Linked DNA regions of Mus musculus: regions 1, 3, 4, 5 and 6 are each linked to region 2. The links are chromatin contacts, called in public promoter capture Hi-C maps. All regions are on one chromosome and are shown on one strand. Each heading gives the region's core, a stretch centred on a gene start, on an enhancer-like site or on the middle of the called end of the contact. The rest is flanking DNA. Distances are from core to core; before and after follow the strand shown. Region 1 holds the start of Gstt2 (glutathione S-transferase, theta 2). Region 2 holds the start of Slc19a1 (solute carrier family 19 (folate transporter), member 1). Region 3 holds the start of Specc1l (sperm antigen with calponin homology and coiled-coil domains 1-like). Region 4 holds the start of Smarcb1 (SWI/SNF related, matrix associated, actin dependent regulator of chromatin, subfamily b, member 1). Region 5 holds the start of Gatd3a (glutamine amidotransferase like class 1 domain containing 3A). Region 6 holds the start of Ilvbl (ilvB (bacterial acetolactate synthase)-like).

Evidence for each region. Promoter capture Hi-C pulls out the DNA fragments that hold promoters and counts their contacts. Capture Hi-C pulls out chosen DNA fragments and counts their contacts.
Region 1: a promoter capture Hi-C map of the C10 cell line shows a contact between it and region 2, with 6 times the contacts expected there. The contact joins the promoter of Gstt2 here to the promoter of Slc19a1 in region 2. A contact is called at or near these places in 2 of 39 promoter capture datasets (the C10 cell line and liver) and 1 of 9 other capture datasets (pancreatic islet).
Region 3: a promoter capture Hi-C map of pre-B cells shows a contact between it and region 2, with 2.2 times the contacts expected there. The contact joins the promoter of Specc1l here to the promoter of Slc19a1 in region 2. A contact is called at or near these places in 2 of 39 promoter capture datasets (hippocampal neurons and pre-B cells).
Region 4: a promoter capture Hi-C map of liver shows a contact between it and region 2, with 4 times the contacts expected there. The contact joins the promoter of Smarcb1 here to the promoter of Slc19a1 in region 2.
Region 5: a contact with region 2 is called in a promoter capture Hi-C map of pre-B cells, with 3 times the contacts expected there. The contact joins the promoter of Gatd3a here to the promoter of Slc19a1 in region 2. A contact is called at or near these places in 4 of 39 promoter capture datasets (hippocampal neurons, liver and pre-B cells) and 1 of 484 Hi-C or Micro-C datasets (B cells).
Region 6: a contact with region 2 is called in a promoter capture Hi-C map of liver, with 2.7 times the contacts expected there. The contact joins the promoter of Ilvbl here to the promoter of Slc19a1 in region 2. A contact is called at or near these places in 1 of 39 promoter capture datasets (pre-B cells) and 1 of 9 other capture datasets (liver).

Annotation. Positions count from the first base shown.
Region 1 is chr10:75,833,411-75,836,741 of GRCm38.p6, reverse strand. It overlaps Gstt2 (glutathione S-transferase, theta 2), which reads left to right and starts at 1,861. Exons shown (of 5, transcript NM_010361.2): 1 at 1,861-2,567; 2 at 3,003-3,090. The coding sequence starts at 2,456.
Region 2 is chr10:77,031,876-77,035,377 of GRCm38.p6, reverse strand. Slc19a1 (solute carrier family 19 (folate transporter), member 1) reads right to left here and starts at 2,166. Exons shown (of 6, transcript NM_031196.3): 1 at 2,031-2,166.
Region 3 is chr10:75,210,261-75,213,432 of GRCm38.p6, reverse strand. Specc1l (sperm antigen with calponin homology and coiled-coil domains 1-like) reads right to left here and starts at 1,360. Exons shown (of 16, transcript NM_153406.3): 1 at 1,214-1,360.
Region 4 is chr10:75,919,588-75,922,888 of GRCm38.p6, reverse strand. It overlaps Smarcb1 (SWI/SNF related, matrix associated, actin dependent regulator of chromatin, subfamily b, member 1), which reads left to right and starts at 1,275. Exons shown (of 9, transcript NM_011418.2): 1 at 1,275-1,586. The coding sequence starts at 1,494.
Region 5 is chr10:78,168,492-78,171,808 of GRCm38.p6, reverse strand. Gatd3a (glutamine amidotransferase like class 1 domain containing 3A) reads left to right here and starts at 2,054. Exons shown (of 7, transcript NM_138601.3): 1 at 2,054-2,214; 2 at 2,384-2,436; 3 at 2,887-3,000. The coding sequence starts at 2,080. It overlaps Pwp2 (PWP2 periodic tryptophan protein homolog (yeast)), which reads left to right. Exons shown (of 21, transcript NM_029546.2): 21 at 1-899.
Region 6 is chr10:78,573,550-78,577,042 of GRCm38.p6, reverse strand. Ilvbl (ilvB (bacterial acetolactate synthase)-like) reads right to left here and starts at 2,052. Exons shown (of 15, transcript NM_001359302.1): 1 at 1,812-2,052; 2 at 260-461; 3 at 16-143. The coding sequence starts at 1,946.

The DNA of each region.
Region 1 (3,331 bases), core at 612-3,111, 1.2 Mb after region 2:
ACATACACACATATGTATGTAACAATAATAATTTAAAAGATGAGAAGAGCTAAGAAAACCTAGCCAGAGGCCAGGATGGTGGTACACACCTTTAATTCCAGGATTGAAGCAAGAGGATCTCTGTGAGTTCAGAGTTAGCCTGTTCTACATAGTTAGTTCCCTGACAGCCAGCCTATATAGACAGACCCTGTCTCAATGAATAACAACAAAATTTCCTCAAACAAATTAGCTGTTTCCACAGAATGAGGTCAACACGTTTGAAGACTAACTATTCTCTGGCAGTCAGCCATTCCAACTTTTATTCCCACCACTTCAGTAACCACCGTTCGGTGTGATTTGTGAACCTTGGCTTCTCTTCAGTTTTTTTGTTTGTTTTGTGGTGTGGAGGGTTGAATCCAGGGCTAGGTTCACTGATGCTAAACAAATGCTGTGTCATGAAACCAGGTTCTAGCTACTGATTTTCTTTGTCCTGTTTGTCAGATAGGCTCCCCCTAGGTGGCCCAGGGTATAAACTGCCAAACCCCACTGCCATGAGCAACATACTTCCTGTAGCAAGCAAGGTGCCACAACCTAAAAGCTACATAACCCACACAAAACAGACCACCAGCTGGGGTCTGTTCATACACTAGGTTCAAACGCAGGAAACTATGGGCTGTGGGGAGGTGGGGCGGGGGCGGGCATTTCTCATTCAAACTACCACTCACTCTGGCTTTAGGTATCTGACAATCAAGATGAAAACTATTACCAGTCAAAAAGGGAGGGTAGCAAAAAAAAAAAAAAAAAAAAAGGGGTATTTTTGTCAAGATTCAAGGAAGCCCTTTTTTTGGGGGGGGGGAGGGGTTAAGAAGCCGGAAGAGAGGATGAGATGGAAGAGGGGAGTGAGGCAGCCAAACCAGTTCCTTGCCAGTGTGGGAGGGGACTCTCCGGAGAGTAGCGAAGCAGGTACCTGAGTCTGCAGGGTGAAAGCCGGGGGGGGGGGGGGGGGGGTGTTTCGGGGCGGGATTCAGGGGTCCATCCATTCAAGAGCCATATCTGATCCCGTGAGAGAGGATGTCTGACCTAGGGGAAGCACGTGAAATAAACAAGGCCAGGAGACTTCTAGGGGCCAATCACATCAGAGGGCTTGGGTGGGTACAGTCATCTTGGATCACATGCTCTCCCTACCGAATTTGCACGAGCAGAGCCACGTGCGGTGCAGGGCTGCAGAAGAAGCTCCTCTGGGGACAGCTTTGTGTTTTTCAGAATCCTTTTCCTCAAAAAACAACACCAGCTTATTTAGGTAAAAGGGCAATTTGGCTTCAGACGGTTCTGGCGGTGGGAGGGGCGAGGGGAGGGGCCACTTGAGAGAGCTCGGTTTGAGCCTACTGGCTACCACAGCTCCTAGCTATCAACTCACAGGGTAAGACTGGTTCTATGGCAAATGCCTGTAGTCCTAAGCACTTGGAAAATGAAGTCGAATTTGAGGCCAACCTGGACTATATGAGTCCCTGTTTCAAACAAAACAAAACAAAACAAAACAAAAAATAGCCAACCAAATGAATCAAACAAACATAAATTCCCTGGAAAGCCAGGCAGGATAGGTCTCACCTGGGAGTCCCAGACATTCAGGAAACTAAGACAGGAGAATCAATGGAGCAGAAGGGTTTGAGGCCAGCCTGTGCTATAGCAAGACCCCTACCCCTCAATGTCAAAAAAAAAAAAAAAAAAAAAAAAAAAAGAAAGAAAGAAAGAAAGAAAAAAGAAAAAAAGAAAAACGCCCAGGGAAACATTCTGGTGCCCGATATGGCCCACGGGCTATAGCTACTCTAAAAGATTCAGATAAAGCCAGTGATAATGGGCACCTCTTTTCCCCATCGGAAGATGCTACCGTGGAGAGTGTTGGAGGCGGGCGAGAGAGGTGGTCCTGTGACTCCTTCAAGCTTTGCTGCCCAGCCTCACAGATCTGGGGAGGTCCAGTGTTCTTAGACGACCTGTTTTGCACGGGGCAGCTGGACCAACCACAGTTCTTCCTTAAGGCAAAGTTTCTAGCAGCCTGCAACAAGCTTCACCCGTTAAAGAAGGATCAGCGATCAGCCTCTAAGATCCCCTCCTGCAGTAACTGAGAGCTAGGAGCTGAGCGGTCTAGTTCCCCGCAAACGACTACGTCCACAGAACTCTGAGTTGGGTCCACGAAAGCCCAGCTAGGCCATTTCCGCGTCCGGGTGAGACTAAGGTCCTGGGCTGGATTCCTGGCTCCACGGTCCGCTGGAGCAAATCGCATAAGTCAGTCTGAGTGCGCGCGCACCTCAGCCCTGCTTTTGGTATAAAGTCCTCCAAAGCGTCTCCCTCCCCAAGATCAGCAGGTGTCAGCTATCCAGAGGAGGAAATCGTTTGGCTTGGCCAACTGAGGCTGTGCTGGACCCCAGCTTGCTGTTATCGAACGCAGTCGGCACACCATCTTGTGTCGCTACCGGCAATGGGCTTGGAGCTCTACCTGGACCTGCTGTCACAACCCAGCCGCGCTGTCTACATCTTCGCCAAGAAGAATGGCATCCCCTTCCAGACGCGTACCGTGGATATACTCAAAGGTTGGCACATTTACCCCTAGACCATGTCAGTCCTTCACATTCTGCCTGGGTACAATCTCCCCATCATCTGACCCCCCCCACCCCCAGCGCCGTCCACCAAGGAATGCTCTGCTCTCTTTGGAGTGGTCTTAGTCAGTTCAGAGCCCTCTTTAAACGTAACTTCCGCTCTGACAAGAGAGACTTTTTGTCCTGGGACGTGGGGAGAAAAATGAAAGATTCCTACAGTTTCTGCTTTGAAGGCACGCAGTGTTTAGATTCACAAAATTCCGGAGACTTTGCAGGGAAGAGACACATAGCTGAGCCACCTCTGTGCCTCTGGTTCCCGGCCCATCCGGATTTTGGCCGTTTCGACCTTGCTCTGGTTGCAAAGAGAAAGGGGAAAATAGGAATACTGCTTGAGTCCTTGCACGCATTTTCTGGCTTCTTCCTTCCCAGGGCAGCACATGAGCGAGCAATTCTCCCAGGTGAACTGCTTAAACAAAGTTCCTGTACTCAAAGACGGAAGCTTCGTGTTGACCGAAAGGTGCAGCTGTAAATATACCCAGAGCCCTCACTACCTCCTCCGGCTCCCTTTGGCCGCCCCACTTCCGTTGGAGTGGGGTGCGGGGCGGGGCCCTGGCCGACTCCGACCCTAGGCTGTGAGGGGGCCTGGCTAGAGCAGACTCTGTGGGAAGGGGTCCTGGAAGACTAGAGGGCTGATCCAGCATGTCCCTTGCTTCTGTCCTGTTTCATCTGCTGGACTCCCCCCCTCCCCCTCCAGGCCT
Region 2 (3,502 bases), core at 917-3,416:
AGGAGGTACTGCCTGGGTCTGAAGTAAGCCCAGGGCCCTCATGCCTAGGAGGTAGAAACAGGAACAGTCAGGCCCTCTGGCCTTCTCCAGCTGCTGCTCTGCTCAAACTTGAAACGTTTCCGGAACTGCCTCCCCCAGTTCCAGAGCCGCAGGCTCGGCTCTGCTACCTTCCCACAGGACTTGCTAATAGCATGGGATGGACTAGGGGTTGAAAGCTTAGAATCGCAAACTTCCCAGAGCTTCTAGGTCTGGAGTAGTGACTACTGGGCAGGCCACAGGCCAGACAGAGGAAAAGCTGCTATTCAGAATAGTGGCCAGGGAGTCCAAGGTCCGAGTCAAAAAAACAGGGGCCCAAACTCTTGTTTGCACGGGGCAGGTGGTCTCAGCCTGGATTCTCCAGGCTGTTACCTAGGCAGAGACTGCCTGGGGCAGTTTATGACACTCTACTGGAGGTAACATCACTGCCACATAGTTAGTGTCCAGCTCTGACACAATACCCTCTTTCTCTAGCTCAGAGCCCAGGCTGCTCTTCCTAACAAAGCTAGGTTCAGCTCTATTCAGCCAAAGGAAAGATGAGGGGGAATCCTGTTCTCTACATATTGGAACTGAGTATGGAAGGAAGCTCATGGCTTGCGGGCCTCACAGTGGACCAGGACTCCATATGCCCTGAGCATCCTGTGGCTTCTTAACTTGCAACCTCTTCCAGGCAACTGAAAGAAATTCTTGGCAGCCCGGGTGGGTTGTAGTGTCGGGGAGGGGCACTACACAGTCCTTTCTGACCAGCCTAGCACCCGTGTGAGAGATGGGGGTAGGGGTGGAGGTGGGTAAGAAGTGTGGAATACAACTGTTCACAAACTTCTTTCCAAGGCCCACTTTCTTTTTATCTTGAAACAGGAAGGTTCCTTTTAATTAAGGAAGGGGGGAAAACAAACGCCAATGCCCTTCTCCCATTGTGGTGGCTGAGTGTTGACTGTATCTTTGCCACTGGCTCAAATGCCCAGAATCAATCTCTTTCCTCAGCCCCAGTGCCTTGTTGGAAGGCACACATCCGGCTCCCTAGCCCGGAGAATGTGTCAGGCTCTGCAAAGTCAGAGGCTCTGTGCCCTGCTGAGTCCATCTGAGCAGCTCCCGGAGTCCTTGAGTCTCACTGGGAGGAGGCTACTTCTTAACAGTCAGGCAAGCAAGTCTAAGGATTTAGTCTATCCTCTCCACTGAGAGAAGGCCCACAAACATCTTCTAGCCCCCTGAGGTTCCGACCAACATCGTGAAGACAGGGAAGTTAGGATGGGAACACTCACCGGGTGAGGAGTCACGTCAATATGGTTTATTCCTAGGCTATTAGCCAAGTCTAGTATCCCTGTCACAGAGATGCTGGAAGTACAGAAAAGACTGGCTACTACAGGCAGCCTGTACAAGCTGCAGATTCCACCTGTTCCAAAGGGAAGTTGTTAACAGTTGTCAGGGTGCCTACAACCTCTGAGCTAAACAATGAGCCTTGGAGGCGCGCCACGTCCAGGGCGTGGGCAGTGGGGTTTCCTTGCAGGCAACACGTGCTCTAAAGTCGCTGGGGCAGGCGCACGTGGTGATTCCTGACCTGAGGAAGATACTTTGAAAGCAAAAGAACTCCGTTCCAGAGGAATGACAAGGAGAGAAATGGCGCTCAAAGGTCCCACTAGGCAGCCTGGGGATTTATCCTCCCGACGGTTCTGCAACCATGAGCCCAGGATGCGGGCCAGCACTCAGACTCTTGCCCCGAGGCTCGTAACGCTGAGGTCCTCACCTATACTCTGTATTCACAGAAGGACCCTGACACCCCACAGATACTAGCCCGTGTCCCACACCTATCCTACTGCCCCTATGCATCCCAAAGACTTCTGCTTGTCTTCCACCCAGCAGACCCCGCATGCGCCTTCCGCACGCTACAAACCCTGCCTGGAGCTTTGTAGTCGCGCCAAGGACTCCGCGGTCCTCTGTAGTGGAGAATTCAGCCCGCTTTCGTCTTCAGGACACCGGAAGGAACAGAACCGTACCTTGCACTACCCCGTGGCTCCCCAGGCACGCATAGAATGGATTCCTAGCTCTGCGTCCCACAGGCCTGTGGCTGATTCAACGCGCACACGCAGACTACAACACCCAAAAACCCGCGCGTAGGCTCAAGGGCCGCATGGAGAGGCGTGGTTACCTGACTGACCACGCCCCGAAGGAGTGGCCAGCGTGGTAGACAGGAGGCGCAGCCGCAGAACTTCCAGGAGGCGGGGCAAACACCTGGCTACACCCGCAGCTACTTCCACAGGGGGTTCATGCACGCGCCCTCTACACTTGGAGATTTACTACCGGGTGGGTCTTGTGGTTCCCTGAGGAGCGGACGACCGGTGGCGCGTCTGCTAGCCTGTGCCCTAAGAACCTACATCTCTAGACTCCAGGCCCCCTTCAGTACGCTCGCCCAGTGTTCGGGCTCCTGTGCTTCCTCCTCAAGCCGACCCTCTCTGTCCGCCTCTCCAATAAGTCCCTTCTTCCCCGCCCCCTTCCATCCCGTCTCCTCTTCACCCAACCCCTGGGCCCCGCAGCCCGCCTGAGCCCCTTTACGAGCCCCCTACCCGTCCAGCGCTTGACCGGGTCTCAGCTCACAGCAGATTGCTTGATCTGATCGAGCACAGAGGTGACCGCCCGGCCTAAGACCAAGCAAGGCCCCTCCCCGGGTCCGCCCCTGACCCCTGCTGGCCTGCAGAAGTCTGCGCTGGCTCTGTCCGGCTCCTCTTGAGACGAGCGCCCCGCGACCACCTGCTAAAGCATTCCAGGCACCAAGGCATTGACCGCTAGATATAGACTGCACCAGCTGTGCACGCCCTTCGTTTGGGTATCAGCGTCTTTAGGTTCCAAGGGCACCGACGGATTGCGCTGAGCTATGCATGGAGACCCCCTACACACACACACACACACACACACACACACACACACACACACAAAACCTTACTCACCTTGTATCAACCTACTTGACTGTTAACAGGGACAGAAGTCTGGCCTAAGCGTTTTAGGCCCCACCCCACCCTCCTTCACCACCAATCCCCCAATCTTTCAAACTCTCACCCCAGCAGGGATGTTCAGCTGATGCTCAGCAGGTGGAGGCTGCTAGCAGCCTGAGGTGGGTTGGGAGAGGGCGGGGCTCCCTGAAACCAGCCTCTTTCCTCCTGATGGGTTTTGGCGGAGTACTTGCGAGGGCAGCAAAGTAGAACGAATGGAGAGGGGCATGGGTCCAAAGAGGAATGGCCGACCAGCAACTCTGGTTTAATAGATTCCCAAGGTGGTGGGGTGCCGGGAGGTTAGACTATAGGTATGGTCATCTATACGAATGGGGTCCCAGGTGTGAGAACCCAGTCTCCACACCAGCACGGCTCCTCCCCAGCCCATGGGGGCCACACCCCTCTGGACTTGGGCCTTCTTGGTACATGCAAAGGTGCTGGCCACCTAGTTGCTATACAAGGGAATCAGGAAGCTAGAGTGC
Region 3 (3,172 bases), core at 111-2,610, 1.8 Mb after region 2:
TCAAACTCTTTCCATTCCTGACATATTGAAAGAGGACCAACCGAACGGTGCCTTTAATGCCTATGCAACAACGCTGGTGCCTCATTCCAAACCTTTAGATAGAACTGTTGTTGCCTGTAGTCCACAGCTGATTTCACCTCAAGATTTAGCTTCCTGAATGACAAGAAGCCTTCCTGGGCTCCGCGATTTGTTTTTTGTTTTGTTTTTGTTTGTAGTTTGAGACAAGGCCTTACTCTGCAGCCCAGTTGGAGCTCATCCAGCCTTGGCCTCGGGATTACAGGTGTAGGCCAAACTTTACGATTCTCTGTCATGACAGTCAAAGGGTGCCCCCTCACCCCGCCGCACTTTAGGACTGATCTTCAAGAGAGTGAAAACAAAAACAAAAACAAAACAAAAAACAAACAACAAAAAAACCCAAAACAAAACAAAACAAAAAATCAAGGATGCCTGCATTTGAATGATCACAGAAATTTTTGTTTGGTTTTAGGCGGCTAAGCCCACCAGAAACCGATTTCTTTTCTAGTGTTCTCTGGGGTATCGCCACCATCTATCTATCTCTCTCTCTCTCTATCTCTCTCTCTCTCTCTCTCACACACACACACACACACACACACACACACACACACACACAAGCCTCTAATGAAAATGCACACACACACACACACGCCTCTAATGAAAATGCAGCATTTCTTCAACAACACACAGAAACATCCACATCCAATCTGACATAATTAGCCAAGTCTCAAGAATAAAGAACACTGCCAGCTTCCAACAGCCAGGTCCTAACACTGCAGGGCGCAGCCTTCGGGGGACCTCCGCTCCTGCTCCCCACCCTCAATGCACCAGATGGGGAGGCAACCTGTCCCAGCCCAGGGCAAGGAACTAGGATGAATGCCCGGTCTCTCCCGACACCACAGGGAACACAAGCACCAGGGTCGCACCCAGCCTCTCCGCAGGGATGAGACCCCCAGCCAGCTGGGTACCACGCCAGCCTGGGTTCCCGGGGGATCTGCGGGGCAAGCTGTGAGGTCCGCCCGGGCAGGAGACGGCGCAGGCGCGGGATGGCTGGGGATGGGGGGGGTGACGAGGGGGGACAGCGCAGGCGCGGGGCCGCCAGGGTCTGCGGGGCCGCCCGGGCCTGGCCGCGCGGGCGGCGCTGAGGAGACGAACGTGCCCGCGGCACAAGCGGAGAAGACCCTGCCCCGGCTCTTACCGCGCGGCACCGCCTCGCTCACTCGCTGGCTCCGGGCTGGGGCCGGGCGGCGAGCTCGCCCGGTGGCGCGGCCCGGTCCGTTGAGTCCGGCCTCAGGGCAACAGCCAACCCCACGGCGCCGCTCCCTCGGCCCGCCCTGTCTCCCTTGCGGCTCCCGCCCTCCGCCCGCCCCTTATCCACCGGTGCCGCCCCCTTCTACTCCCCGCGCATGTGCCGTGATCGGCGCCTCCCTGGGCTGCTACTGCGCAGGCGCCAGCTGTCACACCTCCTCTTCGCGCTGAGTTCTGGACCGCGCACGCGCTGTGCTAGTCGGCGGTGCAACTAGATAACTGCAGTCTTTTGTGCTGGAAGTGCTCCTAGTCTCTCGTTTTTCCTCCAAGGCAAATAGGTCCGCTCTGGTTGAAATGTATGTTTACAGTGTGCTGAACCCGACAGTTGAGAAAAATGCACATGCCAGGCACCCATTATGTTCCCAGCACATGAGCAACACCGGTCCCTACTCCACCCATTAAAGGGAACAAGATCACTAGCATTATAAAGTTAAAGAGTTCTATAAGCTTATGTAATTCCTGTGTAGTTTTTATTTTACTTTTTAAATTTGTAAATGGCTCTATTACTATAATAAAAGCACCATGACCAAAAGCAACCTGGGGAGGAAAGGGTTTATTTGGCTTACAACTCCCAGGTCACACACCATCACTGAGAGAAGTCAGGGCAGGAACTCAAAGGAACCTGAAGGCAGGAACTGAAGCAGAGAAGCTTTGGAGAAACACAGATTGTTGGTTTGCTCCTCATGCCTTGCTCAGCCTGCTTTCTTATATCATCCAGGATCCCCTAGGGGGTCACACCACATCCTGGTGAGCCTGGCCTCTCCCACATCAATCATTAACCAAGAAAATGCCCTATAGATTTGTATATAGGCAATCTAACAAAGACATTTTCTCAACTGAAGTTCCTCTTCCCAGATAATGGTAACTTAGATCAAACTGACAAGACCTAGCCGGAACATTATTCTTTGATGTTTTCTTTTTAAGAATTTAATCTCTGATTCACTGGGCATAGTGGAACATGCTTTTAATATCAGCACTCAGGAGGCAAAGATGGATCATCTCTGTGAGTACCAGGCCAACGTGGTCTATATAGCCAATTCCAGGCCAGCCATTGCCACATGGTGAGACCCTGTCTCAAATAAATTAGCAAATAGATAAATAAATAAATAAATAAATAAATTTAAAGATTTTGTATATGGATATTTATGTATATGAGTACACCGTTGTTGTCTTCAGACACACCAGAAGAGGATGTCAGATCTCATTATACATGGTTGTGAACCACCATGTGTACACAGGTTGCTGGGAGCTGAACTCAGGAGCTCTGGAAGAAGCCAGTGCTCCTAACCATCTCTCCAGCCCCCCCCTAAATAAATAAATAAATATCTCTGAATGCATTTCTAAGAAAATTTACATGCCTCAAAATTCAAAAATCACCATTTCAACATATTCAGTACCCTACAATTCCTCACATAGTTTCCACTCCTCAATATCAATATCCCTTGACATCATTTATGAACAGAAGCAAATATTTAAATTACGATATGCACTATTTTACTACCTCAATACACAGATGGCATCACACTGTACCTCTTGATCTTTAATTCTTCCTTCTTAACCAGCAGAGCCACAATACATTAGTACATTGAGCCAAAAAAAAAAAAACAAAAACAAAACCTGGCTTTGAACCTTGGATGCATTACATAATAGTCCCTTTGCTTTCTGGTTTACCCACTACAAAACATATGCTGTTATAAATTTTTATGGAGGTCAAATAGGATTAGCACTTAAACAGGCCTTACCACGTTATCCAGAACCCTGGACTTCCATTGCGTAGCAAATATAAATAAGTGGGTATTAATTCTCCATCTGTTTAGGTATTTGTAGTTCAAAATCAACTCAACCATTT
Region 4 (3,301 bases), core at 26-2,525, 1.1 Mb after region 2:
TGGCCCTTAACCCTCTGGTTCCCATGGCTGTGAGATCAGTGGGCAAACTCCTGGTTACCACAGCCTTTCCTAGTTCTTTAACATCTCCTTCATCATGACCCCAGTCACAATTGCAGTCTCATTAGACTGACCCTTATGAAGCTGGCCACTGTTTGTCCTGCTGCTTTCAGAGAAGTGTTTGTATTTTGCACATCCCACCATGCCCCCACCTCCCCTACACTAGGTTGTTAGTCCCTTTGCTCCCATACACAATGTCACTTTTACTTTAATGTTCTGTGGAATACATATTTTATGTATCTAAGGAAAATCTAGAAAGCACAAATGAGAGAAAACGTATTTGTCTTTCTGAGACTGGCCTGATTTGTTTAATATGATATCTTAGTTGCATCCATTTTCCTGAAAACAATGTAATTTCACTTTTGTGGCTGAAAAACAAAAAACACATGTACACACATTTCACACTCTTTTTTGTTTTCTGGGACAGAGTTGCTCAACATATCCCTGACTGTCTTGGAACTGAAGCTAAAAGCTTGCACCACCACACCCAGCCTAGACTACATTTTCTTCATCCATTCCTCTATTGTTGAATAGCTACCTAGGCTAGGCTATAACTTAAGCTCCTGTAATAGTGCTACAATAAACATTAAACATTTTGGAGTCACGGCTCTGTTCAACAGGGGGTGGACTGCTTGGACACGTTCCAGAAGCACTGTCTTCTCTCGGGGCTGTTATGCCCCAAGGCGGGCAGAGGCACAGACCAGGGCTGGGCTTGTGGGCACCAAGCTTGCAGAGGTAAGGAAGGAATGCAAGTGCCTCCTCCCGTTCATCTGGCACATCACCTAGATCTTTGAATAGTACCAACCTCCATCCAGTATTGTCATTCTTCCCATCCCTACTGCCTCGGGAACTGCTGTTGGCCTGGAGTGGATAGCTAGCTATTCCTAACGCACTTTCGGGTGGAAAACCTGAGGCGCTAGCGTGGGGTCGCCATGCCCACCCAGCTTCCCTCGGGCTTCCAGATAGAGCGGTCCTTCTCCTCGCTTAACGTCTCATTTTTTTCCTTCATCCCGGGGCGGAGTGCCAGCTCTGGCTATGCGACTAGGAAAGCTACCGCCTGAGTCAGGGCCTCAGTGGCTATTTCGGTCGCTGAGAGGTTTTCCTCCTTACCCGCCCAGGGAGGAAGCCTAGGAAGCAAAAAAGAACTCGGGTCCCTTTAAGGGCTTGCGGGAACGCGCTCGGCCTTGAGTCGCGCAGGCTGCGGCGCGCACGTTAGCGTCAGCTTCTCCACGCATGCGCACCGAGGGCGGCCTGCTCGTTGCAGAGACGGCCAAGGAGCCCAGTAGTGACACGAGCGCTCGCCCGGTTCGCCCGGCTTGCCCTGCCCGACCTTCACCTCCAGGCCTCCGTTCCTTTCGGTCCGACGCGCCTCGGCCCCGCCCTAGCCCACCGGATTCTTTCCAGCTCGACCCCGGCTGCCGGTTTCCCCCGCCGCCATGATGATGATGGCGTTGAGCAAGACCTTCGGGCAGAAGCCCGTCAAGTTTCAGCTGGAGGACGACGGGGAGTTCTACATGATCGGCTCCGAGGTAGCCCGCGGCGCGTTCTCGGCTTCCCGGGCAGCGGCTGGCCGGCTCGAGTCCCGGGGCGGGCTAGTGCTCCCCGAGAGCGCGCCTCCATTCATCGCGGAGGCGGGCGCGTGCTCGCAGCTGGGGCGTGGCCTGGTGGGCGTGGCCGGTCCCGCCTGGACCGTCCTGGGTTTTCTTTACCCACTTAACGTTGTTCAGACCCTAAGCATCTGTCCTAGCTTAGAGCGTCGAGCCGGTACACTCTAGGCAGATGGGGAAAGGATGTTCGGGAAGCCCCTGGGCGCTTGGAAGTGGAGGTGCAACACTGCCCTTGAACCCTTTGGCAGCTCTCGTGCACCCCACTGCCCCGGTCTCGAAATCTCTACTTGTAAGCCCGAAGCTTAGGAAAGCCTCTTCCCCTTTGTGTTGTTGCTTGCGAGGTGGACTGCAGAGAGCTTTTATGATGTTTAGAAAGTGATTGGACATGTTTGCTTTTGAGTGGATTGAGGCCCTGAGGTCGGAAGCACTAACGTTTTGGAGATCAGTGAACTAATTTTGAGTTTTTATAGGGGATAAATCTGAAGGGTCGCTAACCCAGAACCCAGAGCTAGAAGAGACAGCTTCTGTGCAGTCAGGTGGACAGGGTTCCTTAGGATCGCACCTGTGCGCCAGCCACTACCCTTTTCACAGGGGTCGCATATCAAAGATCCTGCATATTAGGTATTTACATTATGATTCGTAACTGTAGCAAAAATTAGAGTTATGAAGTAGCAACGAAAAAAGTTTATGGTGGAGGGGGTCATTACAACATGAGAAACTGTATTAAAGGGTCACAGCATTAGGAAGGTTGAGAACCACAACCTTAGAAAATCCCTTCAATTAACCCTAGAGACCAGCCAAATCTTTGTGTTTTTTTGTTTTTTTTGTTTTTCTTTTCTTTTTCTTCTTCGAGACAGTTTCTCTGTGTAGCCCTGGCTGTCCTGGAACTCACTCTGTAGACCAGGCTGGCAGAAATGTGCCTGCCTCTGCCTCCTGAGTGCTGGGATTAAAGGCGTGTGCCACCACTGCTCAGCTGAAATTTCTTTCTTTCTACCTTTTTTTTTTTTTTTTTTTTTTTTGGTGCAGATTGTCTATCTCAAACTAACTTCATTCCATCTAAGGGCAACCCCCAACCAGTTTATGTCTCTCCTCCCCTCCTCTCTTTCTTTCTTCCTTCCTTTTCTTTTCTTTTCTTTTCTTTTCGATTTATTTATTTATTTATTTATTTTATGTCTATGAGTACACTGTAGCGGTCTTCAGACACCCCAGAAGAGAGCATCAAATCTCATTACAGGTGGTTGTGAGCCACCACGTGGTTGCTGGGAATTGAACTCGGGACCTTCAGAAAAGCAGTCAGTGCTTTTAACTGGTGAGCCATCTCACCAGCCCCATCCCCCCTTCTTTTTGAGACAAGATCTCATCGTGTAACTGGCTGCCTTGTAGCTCCACTTTGTAGACCTGGCACTTGAACTCACAGAAATCCTCCTGCCTCTGAGTGCCAGGATCAAAGCACTTGGTGTCACTACACCCAGTTTATGTGGCTTATTTTTTTTTCTTTCTTTCTTACTCTTTTTTTGTTTGTTTGTTTATTAAGTGCACTGGGCTGCACCTTTAATCTGAACACTCAGGAGGCAGAAGTAGAGGGTGATTTTGAGTCCAGCCTGGCCTACGTAGTGAGATCTTGTCTTGAAAGGAAT
Region 5 (3,317 bases), core at 805-3,304, 1.1 Mb before region 2:
CAGGGCCGGGACCAGGATACAGCGGGCACACTTATGCTTTGGGCCCAGAATGCTTGCGTTGTGGATGGCCCTGCACAGACTTCCTAGGGAAGGTTTAGAAGTGTGGACTTGCAAACTTTCTGTCAGAGTTATTTATATTTTTAATACGATGCTCTAAGGATGAATTTCGGGTTGGGAAGAGCTTTTTTGTAAATGTGAGGACTTTGCTTCTCAACTTTGAGTTTCCGGTGTTTCTAATGTGTCCTGGGTGAGACATTGTCTTCAAGTAAGCAGGGAGATCGGTGACTGCTCGGGCCTGTGGCCCTGATATCTGTAAGTAGTGAAGAAATGGTGTGTGCTGGGCTGACCCCAGCGGGTGGCTGTGACAGCCCAAGGCTGGCCAGGGAAGCTTGGACTGATCTTTGCCAGTATGTACAGGTTATGTGGGAGAAGGGACATGCCTGAGTGGTGCTTTACCGATACTTCCTGTTCATGGGGTTGACCAGGCCCAGCATGTCACTCGCCAGTGAAGAGACCCACAGGTGCCAACTCATGCTGATAACTATTCACTGGCCTCTGTCCAGGCCACAGGAATGGATCTGTGTGGCACCTGGTGCACTGAGAGCCATTAGCTGTCGCACCCTTGTCATACTCAGGATACACTGATACTATACTGTCTTGGTCACCTGGAACCCGCTCAGGCTTGAACACCGTTATGGGGAGAAGCCAGAGCTTAGCCTGGTGTCGCCAGGTTTCCTGTTCTGCAGAGCATTTCTCTGTGTAGCTTGGGGTAGAAAAGGAAACTGCTTCTTATGTGCCCAGGGACAGCCAGGCCCCTGGCCGCCCAGACAAGGACCCGCTTGTTTTGGTGCCATCTTGGGATCCCCATCTGCAGTACAAATACAGTTTTATGAAGCTTTACTGGTTTTGTCTGTGTGTGGTATGAATGTGGAACTGAGGGCCCAGGGAAGGGCAGGCAAGTAGTGCTGAACCATGCTTCAGCCATCACCATACATCTCATACATCTCATCCAGTTTAATTCTCATACCAGAAACTGGGCTCAGTTTGGAGTATTTTACAAGTCTGCTCCGTGGTAACCATGCCCACTCCACCCCTGTGGACAGCCAGATGCAAATTGCCTGACACTGCTCCACCCCTCCCCCCAACTACTGTCCCCTGAAACTGAATAATCCCTGACTCGCTGTAATGGTGTTGGGCCACCAAACCCACTTCTGTATGCTCCCTGGCTTCTGCATATACTGTGCATCCCAGGCCTAAATGTCTCCTAAATGTGAAAGGGTTCCCATCTTAAGATGGGAACACCCAGCAGCTAATTATCCCTAGGAGTTGAGAGAAGCCAGGTCACCTTTGACAGCCTTCACTGTGGCTAGGGAGAGGCAGTGAAACTCTGGGAGTTATCTGGTCATTACCCCGATGGACACCGGACTGTATGCAACTATAGCAATCACATTGATTCAAAATAGGAAATGGAAGGTACGATGCTCAGCTCAGCTCTTCACTGAATCGTGACTGGCAGAACTGTGGCCTGTGAGGAAGCTGCAGAGGTACCCAGAACACAATGGCAGGAGCAATTTACGATTGCACCGTGAGGGCGCGGGGCTTGCTCTGACCCCGTTATTTAAAATCAGTTTTTAGTCATTGCATAGACTGGAATTGCAATAGGTAGTCAAGGTGGCCTACACCAAGATGAGCGCCCTTCAAACATTAACTAGGCAGACCGGGCCGCTCAACAAGGTCGATCGCAGGAAGGTCCTAACCTGGCATACTTGCTTGCTTGCCCTCTCAAAACCGAGAAGAGGCGTGTCCCAGCTCGGTCGGTCATTGAGCTGGAGAAGTCCAGCCAACCGGTCTCTTAGGTGAGGGGGGGCGTGTCCTGAGATCTGTGGCCCCTCCCTCCCGCTAGTCCTCCAGGGAAAAAGGTGCTGGGTTTCCCGTACGCCGTCGGTCACTGCGCAGGCGCGGCCCCACCCACTGGCCCTCTCCAGAAAGGGGTTGTTACGCGCTCCTCCATTGGCCAGGCGCGACCCCGCCCCACGGCGCACGTTCTCCTGACACCACTGTGGCTGGCTGCCCTTCGTGATGGCTGCCGTCAGGGTTTTGGTGGCGCCAAGGCTGGCTTCTGCGCTCCTACCGCTCTCCAGATACCACCGGGCTCCCTCCCAGCGCGCAGCCCTTCACAGCTCCGCACCGCGGCCCGGGGCCAGGGTGGCGTTGGTGAGTGCAGAGCCAGACTCCCAGGCCGAGTGCCTTCCCTTGCTAGGTCCCCGCAGCCTGGGGTCGACCAGCTGTCCGCCCAAGGTCGGCTCTTGGTGGGGTTCAGCCTCCCCTCCCTCGGTAATTGCGTGTTGGGCCCTCGCCCTCGTCAGTGCCTCTCTTCCTGCAGGTGCTGTCGGGCTGTGGAGTCTATGACGGAACCGAGATCCATGAGGCCTCAGCGTAAGTCCTCAGAGTTTGTAAACACTCTCTTGGTTTAAAAGGCAGAAATGGCCAGAGGGTGACCAAGCGCAGTGGGTTCACATCGTGATAAGTCCAAAGCCAAAGTTAGCACAGCCAAGACACAAAAGATGCCACCCGGACCCTGGGTGAAGGCAGAATGCCTGGCAGCAAGCTGGGGTCTTGAACATACCCAAAATGCAACACCTGCGGAGTCAACAACCCTCGCTGCTCATCAGTCAGTAAAAGGATGCCTTGCCTACTTATTCTGGTTCTACCCTTACCTTGCAGAAGTCTGTAAGCGGCAGGAGCCGTGCCTTCGTAAAAGCAACTAGGTGTCCTATAAACTAGGAATTCCCCAGCACTTGGTGCCAGTCCATCTGTAAAATCGTCATGCTGTGAGGCCGGAGGACACATTTGGAAGTGATGTCTTTGTGGATTTTCTTCATATAGGATCCTGGTGCACCTGAGCCGAGGCGGGGCTGAGGTCCAGATCTTTGCTCCCGATGTCCCTCAGATGCACGTGATTGACCACACCAAGGGGGAGCCTTCTGAGAGGGAAAGCAGGTATGGGTAGGGAAAGGACCTTACAAGAGCCCTGTTCCCATGAGCAGCTCCTGTACTGTAGCCTTCCTGATTATGTGATCAAGTGTCTGTCCCTCAAAGCAACTGTCATCCGGCTGTTCTGGAAATACATGGCCATGGGCCAAATGTTTCTGACCTCCCCGTGACCGTTACAGGGGTAGCAGTAGCCTTTGGGTGTGAGGTGGTCATGCTCTGCTCTGGCTAGTCCCTGTGTGGTACTGTGTTCCCTTTATCTTGTTGCTTTGTTTTTGGCAGGGAGGGGTTGTTTGTTTTGTTTTGTTTTCCCAAAGTTTCTCTAT
Region 6 (3,493 bases), core at 803-3,302, 1.5 Mb before region 2:
TTAAGGACTAGGCACCTGCAGCAGGGTGCTGGCAGCTCCACCCAAAAGCAGGACTGGGGACTGTGCCACTTGTGCATTCTTCACTGCAGTCACAGTGTTGGTGAGGCCAGGACCGGCTGTCACTGCTGCCACACCCACTGTCCCTGAAAGAAAGAGCTGGTGACAACCATGCCATCCTCCCAAACATCGTCCTACCCCAAACCCCCTGCCTCTCATTCACAGGGGCCATGTCACTGTCCTGCTAGTCCCTGGTCCTTACCAGTCAGGCGGGCCACAGCATCAGCAGCAAAGACAGCAGTGACCTCGTGGCGTGTGTCTACCACTCGGATACCCAGCTTCTCACAGGCCACCAGCAGTGGGGAAATGTGCCCACCGACCAATGTGAAGACAAAGCGTACACCATGGGCTCGGAGCACAGCTGCGACACTCTCTCCACCATGCCGGATGCTTGTCTTGTCCACCTGGGTCAAAGGAGATGAGGAACAAGACAGTCAGAGGCCAGCCCAGGAGCAGGTACAAGAACAGGCAGGGGTAAGGTCAGAAGACAGACGAACTTAGATTCTGGTTAGAGACATACCACTTTAAATCCAATTCAGAGAAGGGTACACTGACTTAGCAAATTTATTGTTCTCTTTGTCCTACAGCTAAAAATGCCAAGACTTGCCCAAGTGATAGACTCCAACAGAAGAAATGTTCTTTTTGAAACTGTACTGAGGATTGAACCCTGGGCATAGATAGTGTTAGACAAGCACTCTAACCACTGAGCTATATCATCAGCTTTTACTAGGACAAGGTCTCACGAGGCTTTGAACTCCTTATGTAGCTTAGGCAGGGCTTGAATTTGTGACCATCTCTCCCCAGCCTACCAAGTAGCAGACTGAGATAAAGCCTATGTTCTTAAGTGGCTCTGGAGATTATAATGCCTGCTCCAGAGATACTGGGCCAGTTGAGAAGAAAGGAGATAGAGGTTAAATCTACAGAGAATCCAGGAGAGCCTGGCAAGAGGCAGAAGGCCCCTGGCTTAGATGTGTGCCTGCTTCCTAGTATCCCTGCAGGGCCTGGCACTTGGAGTGCTAACTCCATCCAGCCTATTGCCTCCCTCTGCTAGTGAGGCACAGGTCCAGCTGACATGCTGCCAGCAGCCATATGCCTAGCACGGAAGTGACTCCTGGCACAGACTACCCTGAGCATCCAAGCCTCAGTAGCTTCACGATCCCTACATACTTCAAGGTCAGTGGCACTGTCCCTGTCTAGAAGAAAAGGGACTGGGTAAGGGCAAGAATTTCTCAGAATGGAACAAGTGGTTTATAAGTATGACTTGTGGGGTCAGCTTTTCCCAAATCTGTCATCTAGAGAAAATACTAAACTTCTCTGTAGATCATTTGCCTCTTGTGGGCACAAGGACAGAAATTATAGCACTTACTTTGGTGAAGATGGTACGAAATATGCTAAGACAGTTCCTCAGAAGGGCTTACTATCAGAGCCCATTCCCTCCCCTGCCTACCTTCAGCCCACCAATCTCACTATGTTTAAAAGGCCTGCTCTGTTAAAATGACTCAGGCCCCTGGGTATGGAGGTAGGCGGAGAATGTGTGCTGTCCAGACAACGACAATTTCCCCATTATCTCGTACTAGTTACAAAGTCCAGGCCCATATACAGTTTGGCAAAGGGACAGAGCTCTGTAAAGAATCTCCCAACCAGCCACTTCTAGACTAGCTGGGACTCGCTTTCCACACCTGCACAGTGGATGAGCTGGAGAAACACCTTTAGTGCCTTCCTCCTACCCCTAGCCCTCCTTCTACCCTAAGCACCTTGTGCATCAGCTGATAGAAGAGCCCCAGTCTGTGAGCGACGCCCAGCACGGCAGCCACCAGCGTCCCAAACGCCAGGAGCAGGAAGGAGGGGAAGAAGCCTCCCGCAGATGCAGCGGCCGCAGAAGTTTCCATGAGGCAGAACCTAAGTAAGAAAGCACAGAGCCAGAATCTTAGTACTATAATCTAATCCGGAAGCAGGATCGTCCGCCGGACCTGGGCCACACCTCCCCGACCTGCCAGGCCACGCCCACAGACGCATCTAGACTGGACTTAAAGCCACGCCCCAGTGAGGCTAAGTCCGCCCCCTGACGTCACCACCTTCAAACTAAAAGTAGGCCACAGCAGGTCAAGGCGATCGCAGTAGCACCGAAACAAGGTTGAAATTCCTACTTACCTATCTGTTAACGAGCCCATGCAGAACCCACCCTCCTCAACGCTGGACTGGGGCTCAGCGGAGAGCCCGCCTCGCGCTTACATCATTGAGTCGTAAGGCCACACCCCCATCGGATCGCGCAGCCTAGGGTACGCTCCCCCACCCTCCCCACACACACCAGACTCTTGACCTTTGGCCTTCAGCCGAGGTCACTTTTCAATAGGATGCGCCTTCAGCTCCACTACATAGAACTCCCTTCCACCCATCCCCAAACAAGGCCCTATGACCTTTGCCTATAGGAAAGGTCCCTGACTGCAGTGGAACTCTGCCGCTTCTGGGTCACGTGACTGGGGAGTGTGGAGTGGTGCCCCTTTTGCCCACTTGGCTCTGCAGCGCCCCGTAGTTCAACGAGACGCGCGTGCGCCAAACTGGAGTCTCGCTGAAAAAGCTATCCGAAAGAGACGTTTATCATTGGTCGCTTCTCTCTCTCGCCTCTAATTGGCTAACATTACACCGCGCCTTCCACACCCGCGAGAACCATCTCGCGGCACGTTCCACGGGCGTGGACTGTGACACACCCCCCACCCGAGCTCCCCAGAACCCGCATTCCCGACCGCAACATATGCAAGCCCCTCCCCTTCCTGGACCACTGTGAGGCTTTGCAGGATGTTTAGAGAACTCCCTAGTGTTTGGTGCCAGGCCGGTTCAGTCATTTTCCAGGTTTCCAGCATCTGGGGACCTTTTACAAACTCCGATCTGTCTTACAAATCCCTTTCTCCAATTTATGTCTTTTTCTTTGACTGGCTTTTAATCAGGACCATCTGTGTAACCAAGAGTTTTGAGCTATTTGTTGAAGCCTGAACAATGGATATTTAACAATGTAAACCAGTGTAATAGTATGTGCTTTTATTCCCACCATTCCGAGTTCAAGACCAGGCTCTTCTCCATAGTGAGTTCCAGGACAAGCAGGAGTGCATAGAGACCAACCAAAAATCACAATCGCTTCAGCTGTGTCATGTCCACAAGATAGCATTCCACAGCCTTTCTCCCCATCTTTTGGCTCTTATATTCTTTCCACTTCCTCTTCCTTGGTGTTCCCTGACCTTTGCAAGCCATGGTATAAATGCCCTGTTTAAAGCTGATCGTTCAGCCATCCCTTCTCAGCAACTATGGTCTCTGATTAAGTTCTGTGATGGAACATTTGCCTAGCACAGGCAAAGCCATGGGTACCCACAAAAACCTACTCAACTATTTTTAGCCAAACTACCGTATGAATTATTTATGCTTACTGGCTGTGAGCATGCCT